2 separate regions of the Anas platyrhynchos genome follow, and region 1 is linked to region 2. A link is a contact called in public Hi-C data. All regions are on one chromosome and are shown on one strand. The core of a region is the stretch at or near the end of the contact, and the rest is flanking DNA. Distances in the headings are between cores, read along the strand shown. Region 1 has its middle 14 kb from the start of SERPINH1. Region 2 overlaps GDPD5 (glycerophosphodiester phosphodiesterase domain containing 5).

Region 1 (2,700 bases), core at 81-2,580, 150 kb after region 2:
CAGGCTGTGCTAATTACAACCGGCTCTAATTGCTCTGTCTTTGTTATATATGGAGCAAAACTTATTGCTTCAGCCGGTTGTTCTCATGCAGGCAGCTGTCAGAGCAGGTCTGAGCGACCCCGCAGGGGGGTTCCCACCCTCTAGCGACTGCAAAGTCGATGCAGAATCTGCCCTATTGATGATATTTAATTTAAAATGTCTGTTCCCTGAGCATGAGATGTTTCATGGCAGATCTGTAGGGCTTTTTGTCGGGTTGGTTGGTAGTTTTTGCTGGCGGTGGCGATGACACCGGTGAGGCCATCAGCTCCCATCACACACTCAGGGCTTGCTGGTCTCCAGCCAGGTCGGATCAAAGTAATTAAAGAAAAAGAAGGAAAAAAAAAAAAAAAAAAAAAAAAACAACCCTTTCCTACAAACCAACCCCCCTTTTTGGTCGATTTTTCATCTGGGATTGCAGCTCTGGACTAAGCCCAGGGACAAATCAGTGCAGAGCAGACGCTGCCTGTGCCATTATCCACGCACCCCCCGAGCCACTGGTGCCATGGGATGCGGGGGGACGCAGCCTTTCCTTCTCCCCTGCACCCCTCAGAGATGTTTTGAGCTCCCTGCTGGGTGCTGAGGGCTTTTGCTGGCTTTTGGCAGGATGTAACCCTGTAGGATCCCACCATGGGGCCACCCCAGCCTCCTTGGGGGCTCCTCGCCCAGCAAGGAGCAGCTCCTCCAGCTCCATCCACGTTTTGTTCCCCCAGTCTGAAGGAGCCCCTCCAAATCCATCCTGCTGCAAGGTTTTTCCCGCACAACCCGCTGCTCCCTGCCTATTTTTTCCCTCCCCGAGGATGAAACGGTGCTGAGCATCCTCTGAGCGGTCGGGATTTGGGCAGGGTGAAGAGCAGAAGGAGAAGGACTCCCCCTCGCTGCCCTCCAGCGGAACAGCAGCGTTGACCAAAGCCTTGACAACTGAACCCAAAAAAGATGCGTGGGATCTCCTGGAGTGCCGCTCGGCGCCCCTTTGATGCTGCACGACCTGGGATCCAGCAGGGTATAGGAGTACCCGTACTATCGTCTCTTCCTTTCTCATGTTTTCTCTAATAAATTTCATCTTAAATGATATTTTGCAAGTTTTGAGTGATTTTCGTACCCAGGACAGAAGGGGAGTGCAGGACCCGAGGGCATTATTTCCATCCGTGCTCTCCCCTGCTAGGCAGAAATTACCCTATCCCATGGAAATTTGCCCCATTAGCCCCAAAATAACCTGATGTTATAACCAGGGGTATTGCAGCTGAGGGGATACCCCCTGCTCACCACCTGGGGGGGCTCCAAGACTTCTCCAGCATCCTCCAGCCTCCTCCAGCCTCCTCCAGCATCCCTGGTACCACGAGCATCTCCTGCTGGGACCCCGGGGATGCTGAAACCTCTTCACCACCAAACCCCGCAGGCATTTTCAGAGCCGTGCGAGGAGCAAGGAGCTGGACAGACTTCGGGGAGAGGCTGGAAAGGATGAGGCCAAAATGAGGATGCTCCTCTGCATAGGAGAAGCATCTGCAGCAAGAGCAATGCGGTGTTTAAGTGGCTACAGCACCCATCGCAGGGAAAAAGGAGCCCAAGAGGCAGCCCATGAGGTCTGGAATCTCTTCCATCCCTCTGTCTCCTCTTCCTTACTATTTTTAAATCTATTTCCGCTCGTCTCTCCCTCCTCGATACGCCTCAATGACACTAATATCCCGGAAAGTCCCCCAAAATATAATTGTTCTCTCATGTGTCAGCCCCACAGGGATCAGAGGTCGCTCAGAGACAGCAGCACGGGACCTTGTGCCATTTCTTGTGGTTTTCTGGCACTTTTTGAAGCATGGGAAGCTGTTGTCCATCACCATGCGCAGCCAGAAGTGTGTTCCCAGCGCAGGATCCGGGGCGTGGGATTGGGGATGGGACAGGGATTGTCAGCCTTGGAGGCTGGGGGAGGCTTTTGCCTCGATCAAAAGTCAAAAGAACACCGAGGAGGTGACATCAGGGGCACGATTTTCTGCATATCTGAAGCAAGATCATCAAGATCCTTCAGCTAACGGGAAAACGCAGGTCATGGGGCCCTACAAAACCTGCTGGAGAAGCAGCGAGCTCTCCTTGCTTCTCCAAAACCCCACGCCATGGGGTTTTTGGGGTGTCCCTCAGCCAACCTGCCCTGTCCCAGCACTCCCATCCCCAGCCCTTCCTGCACACCCTGCACATACTGGGACGCCCCCAGTGCAGGGTTACAGGGTGAGCAGATGGAGGAGAGGACTCGTTACACATCCCACGTTTTATGAACTTGCAGGGCCAATTATCCTATTAGCTGGAATTAGGGAGAAAACTCTCGTTAAATCGTTAATTCATCAGGGCATGCGCTGTCACAGTGACCAAAAGCATTTCTAGACTGGAGGAGTGTTTAAAAAAAATGATAAAATGGGGATAATAACCCAAGCAGTTTGTTTCAATTATTTTTTAATTTATTTTTCTTTGTCTGATAATTATACTTAAGGCTCCATTTTGCCTCTTTTTAGTGTAGAAGAATGGTGAAATAAAAGAGAAACCATGTTGCATTCAAATTAAGTGCAGTGGATTTCCCTTTGGGCTAGCAAATTGCCTCTTCTGACTTTATTTGTCCCAAATGAACAATGAATTCCATCTCCTGGAGCGACCCTTTGTAAAAAATCACCATGCCTCCGC
Region 2 (2,969 bases), core at 169-2,668:
AAGGGTGCTGTGAAGAAGGCATAGAAAAATTAGGGAGCCAAAACAAGTTTGTTTCACAGACTACATGCTGGCCAGTTATGCTGGAGTACCAGCATCCCCCACAGGTCTGTCACAAAATTAGCGTATGAGACATTTGCTCACCAGTGTGGTCCCCAGACTGGCTTGTTGAGGATCCACAAAGTAATTGTTAATCTGATGCTAATTCTCTATCCACAGATAGAGCTGCCAAAAACACCTTAATAGTTTTATTCTCCTATTTTTCTATGCAAACAGTGATCACAATGCCCTCATAGAAAGACGTAAGTCCATAAACCAATGTATCATCCATACCATGGAGAACAACCAGACCACAGGTTCTGTAGCACACATTTTATTTTCACATATACCCAGTCAATAAAGTAATCTATTGCTAAAACTAAAAATCAGTTGATTTCTCTTAATAACAAATTTTCCAGTAAGTTCTTATCAACAATAATACTAAAAAAATATACTAAACCTACAAAATGAGTCTTTTATAGCTATCACAGATAAGGACACAAATTTTAGTTCAAATTCCATTGTTTTGAATGAAACAGATGACAGTCGAATTAGGGTCTGTTAAAAACAATAAAGTATTTATCTTCATACTGTGTTTTTCTACAAAACCAGTACAGCATAGCTAGCCCAAAAAATGTCCATAAACCAACAAGAGGCAGACCAGAAAAAAAAACAGACAACTACAAAGAAAAACCTGACAGGCTGCACTGAAATGTGCACATCACGTACATCAAAATAGCTCTATTTTGAAAAATCATTTTCTTATTTTCCAATTTTGCTTTCAGGTTTAGAGCACCTCTAACATCCTATTTTTCCCCACCCATCCCTGCCACCATCAGGATCAGTAAATTTCCACCAAGAGACAATGAGCATTCACAATCCGTGTTTTTCAGCAGTTCCTGAGGGTTTGGGAAAGATGAATCATTTTATAAATAAAGACCTAAATGCACCATGCAAGTAAATTGCACAATAAACTTCTATTTAAACTTATATATAACATATATAAACATATATAAGGAAGCATTCGTTTTCTTGTGAACTGAGCAACTTAAACACCCAGGTCAGCAAAGCTTTGGGGTAAAATGACCCAACCACACACTCTGTTCTGAAAGAGGAGCAACACAACCTTTATATAGATACAGCATCTCTCTGCTGAATTCCCCTGGCTCAAACCGCACATCGATATCGGTTCATTTTTCTGTTTGTTCAACAAAAAGCAACACGGAGGCTTGTTATCTTCCCCGAAAAGGCTCCTGATCAATGCCTGAGTTGTCTAGGAGAAGGCGAGAGGCATCACCCCCATCACACCCCCTCGCACAGCCCAGTGCTGGGTCACACCAGGTCAGGCTAGGAGAGCTTTTTTCAGCATTTTTGCACGATGCCCAGAGCTGTCAGCAGGGAGCAGCAGCCCCATAAAGATCCCAGCCGTGGAAAACCTGCTCCATCTCCTTGGGTTGCTTTGAGCATCTCGGGTTTCGTCCCGAAGTAGCTCGGGTTTCCTCAGGGTGAGCACTGCAAGGCGATCTGCTGGGCGCAGAGCAGTGCTCGATCTTTGCTCTCAGACTGCAGCAGCCACAAGGAAACAAAGCAGGCAGCGTTCAAACCAGAGGCAGATGAGGAAAAGAAGCTGAAGGGTGATGGGAGACCACCAGCCCAAGTCATGAAGGGTTGATGAGTTGATGCAACCCAAGTCCCAGCTCAGGAGGTGACAACGCCTCAAGCAGCCACCAAACCCACACCCTTCTGAGCATCCTCATCATGGATGTGAATGTACCAGGAACAGAAAAGCAAAGTGTACTGAGTTATAAATCATCTCTTGGGCTAAGGCAGACTGGAGAGGACAGGTTGAACTCCCTCCACTAAGCAATCGATGTTAAAGCCTTCAACAAGGGTAGGACAAAGAGGACTGACACTGCTGTCATCCCCCTATGCAATTAAGAGCTCACGTTGCACAAAGCAGGGCTAAAGAGGGCAAGCAAGCCTGGCCAGAACATATTCTCCCTCTAATAAGACCTGGCCAAGGTCTTATGTCGTAGCTAGGCATCAAATTCTGGCACAGCAGTCCTCATGCAGAAAGGACACTGGCTGTTGTTGCCTCTGAAGTGTATTTTGTCTTTTTTTTAGGGCCAGGATCAGTTGGGCACCAGCCCTCCTAGGTTGCAGCTGGCTGGAGACGCAGAGGAAGCTTTAACCTGAATGGTGGGGAAGTCACAGCCTGCACTGCTGGAGGCATTATTGGAAGGAAACCGAGCAAAACAGATCTGAGGAAGCAAGTCAGTACACACAAGCCTTCATCACCCTCCTCATCAGATTGGGGAAACGTTAGTTAGAGCAGAGCCAAGACTGCATACAGAAGCGATAGGTGAGATAGATGAAAGATACATAGAAAAAAGAAAAGAAAAAAAAAAAAAAAAGAAAAAAAAAAAAAAAAAAAGCAGTATCTTGGGGATAGGATTTCAGTTTGTCAGCCTGGATAATTTTGGCCACGTAAAGACAGCAGTGACATTCATGCATCTTAAAGGCAGTGCTATAAAACAGATTGCAGTGAGCTAAAAACCGAGACTGAGTTTCAAGATTTGGTGCACCATGGCTGTCCCATCCTCAGCGCTTAAAAAGATGCCACAAGGCCTGACCCCATGGAGAGAAGATCCCAGCCCCTGGAGTGGAATATTCCACTCTTGCCCCTACAGAGCTTGCAGATCAAACTTTGCATATTAAGAGGGACAAAACTTAGCTGAACCCTATCAGGGCTGCATGCAGCTGGTCAGATATGAGGCTTGTCCATTCCTTTCCCAGGAACTTGACCCCCAAAGGCAAGTTAGATGAACTCACTAAACTTCATGCTGATTCACGCTGAGTTTTGCAGCTGTGCAGAGGAAGCAGTGCTCGAAATTATTCCACAAACAGGCTGGCACTTCAGATCTGGCCATCAA

What was found. A called contact is a pair of places that touch in the nucleus more often than the background predicts.
Region 1: a Hi-C map of subcutaneous adipose tissue shows a contact between it and region 2, with 3 times the contacts expected there. The contact joins two enhancer-like sites. A contact is called at or near these places in 5 of 8 Hi-C or Micro-C datasets (F1 follicle, liver, skeletal muscle and 1 more).

Annotation. Positions count from the first base shown.
Region 1 is chr1:205,374,186-205,376,885 of IASCAAS_PekinDuck_T2T, forward strand. No RefSeq gene overlaps it. Among named protein-coding and RNA genes, the nearest start is that of SERPINH1, 14 kb to the right of the region's middle. Within about 2 kb of position 1,331, at least 1 of the 8 cell types and tissues checked has an H3K27ac peak or open chromatin away from gene starts, as enhancers often do. A contact at or near this core is called in subcutaneous adipose tissue, where this site is marked.
Region 2 is chr1:205,226,818-205,229,786 of IASCAAS_PekinDuck_T2T, forward strand. All of the region lies in intron 8 of GDPD5 (glycerophosphodiester phosphodiesterase domain containing 5), which reads right to left. Among named protein-coding and RNA genes, the nearest start is that of KLHL35, 26 kb to the left of the region's middle. Within about 2 kb of position 1,419, at least 2 of the 8 cell types and tissues checked have an H3K27ac peak or open chromatin away from gene starts, as enhancers often do. A contact at or near this core is called in subcutaneous adipose tissue, where this site is marked.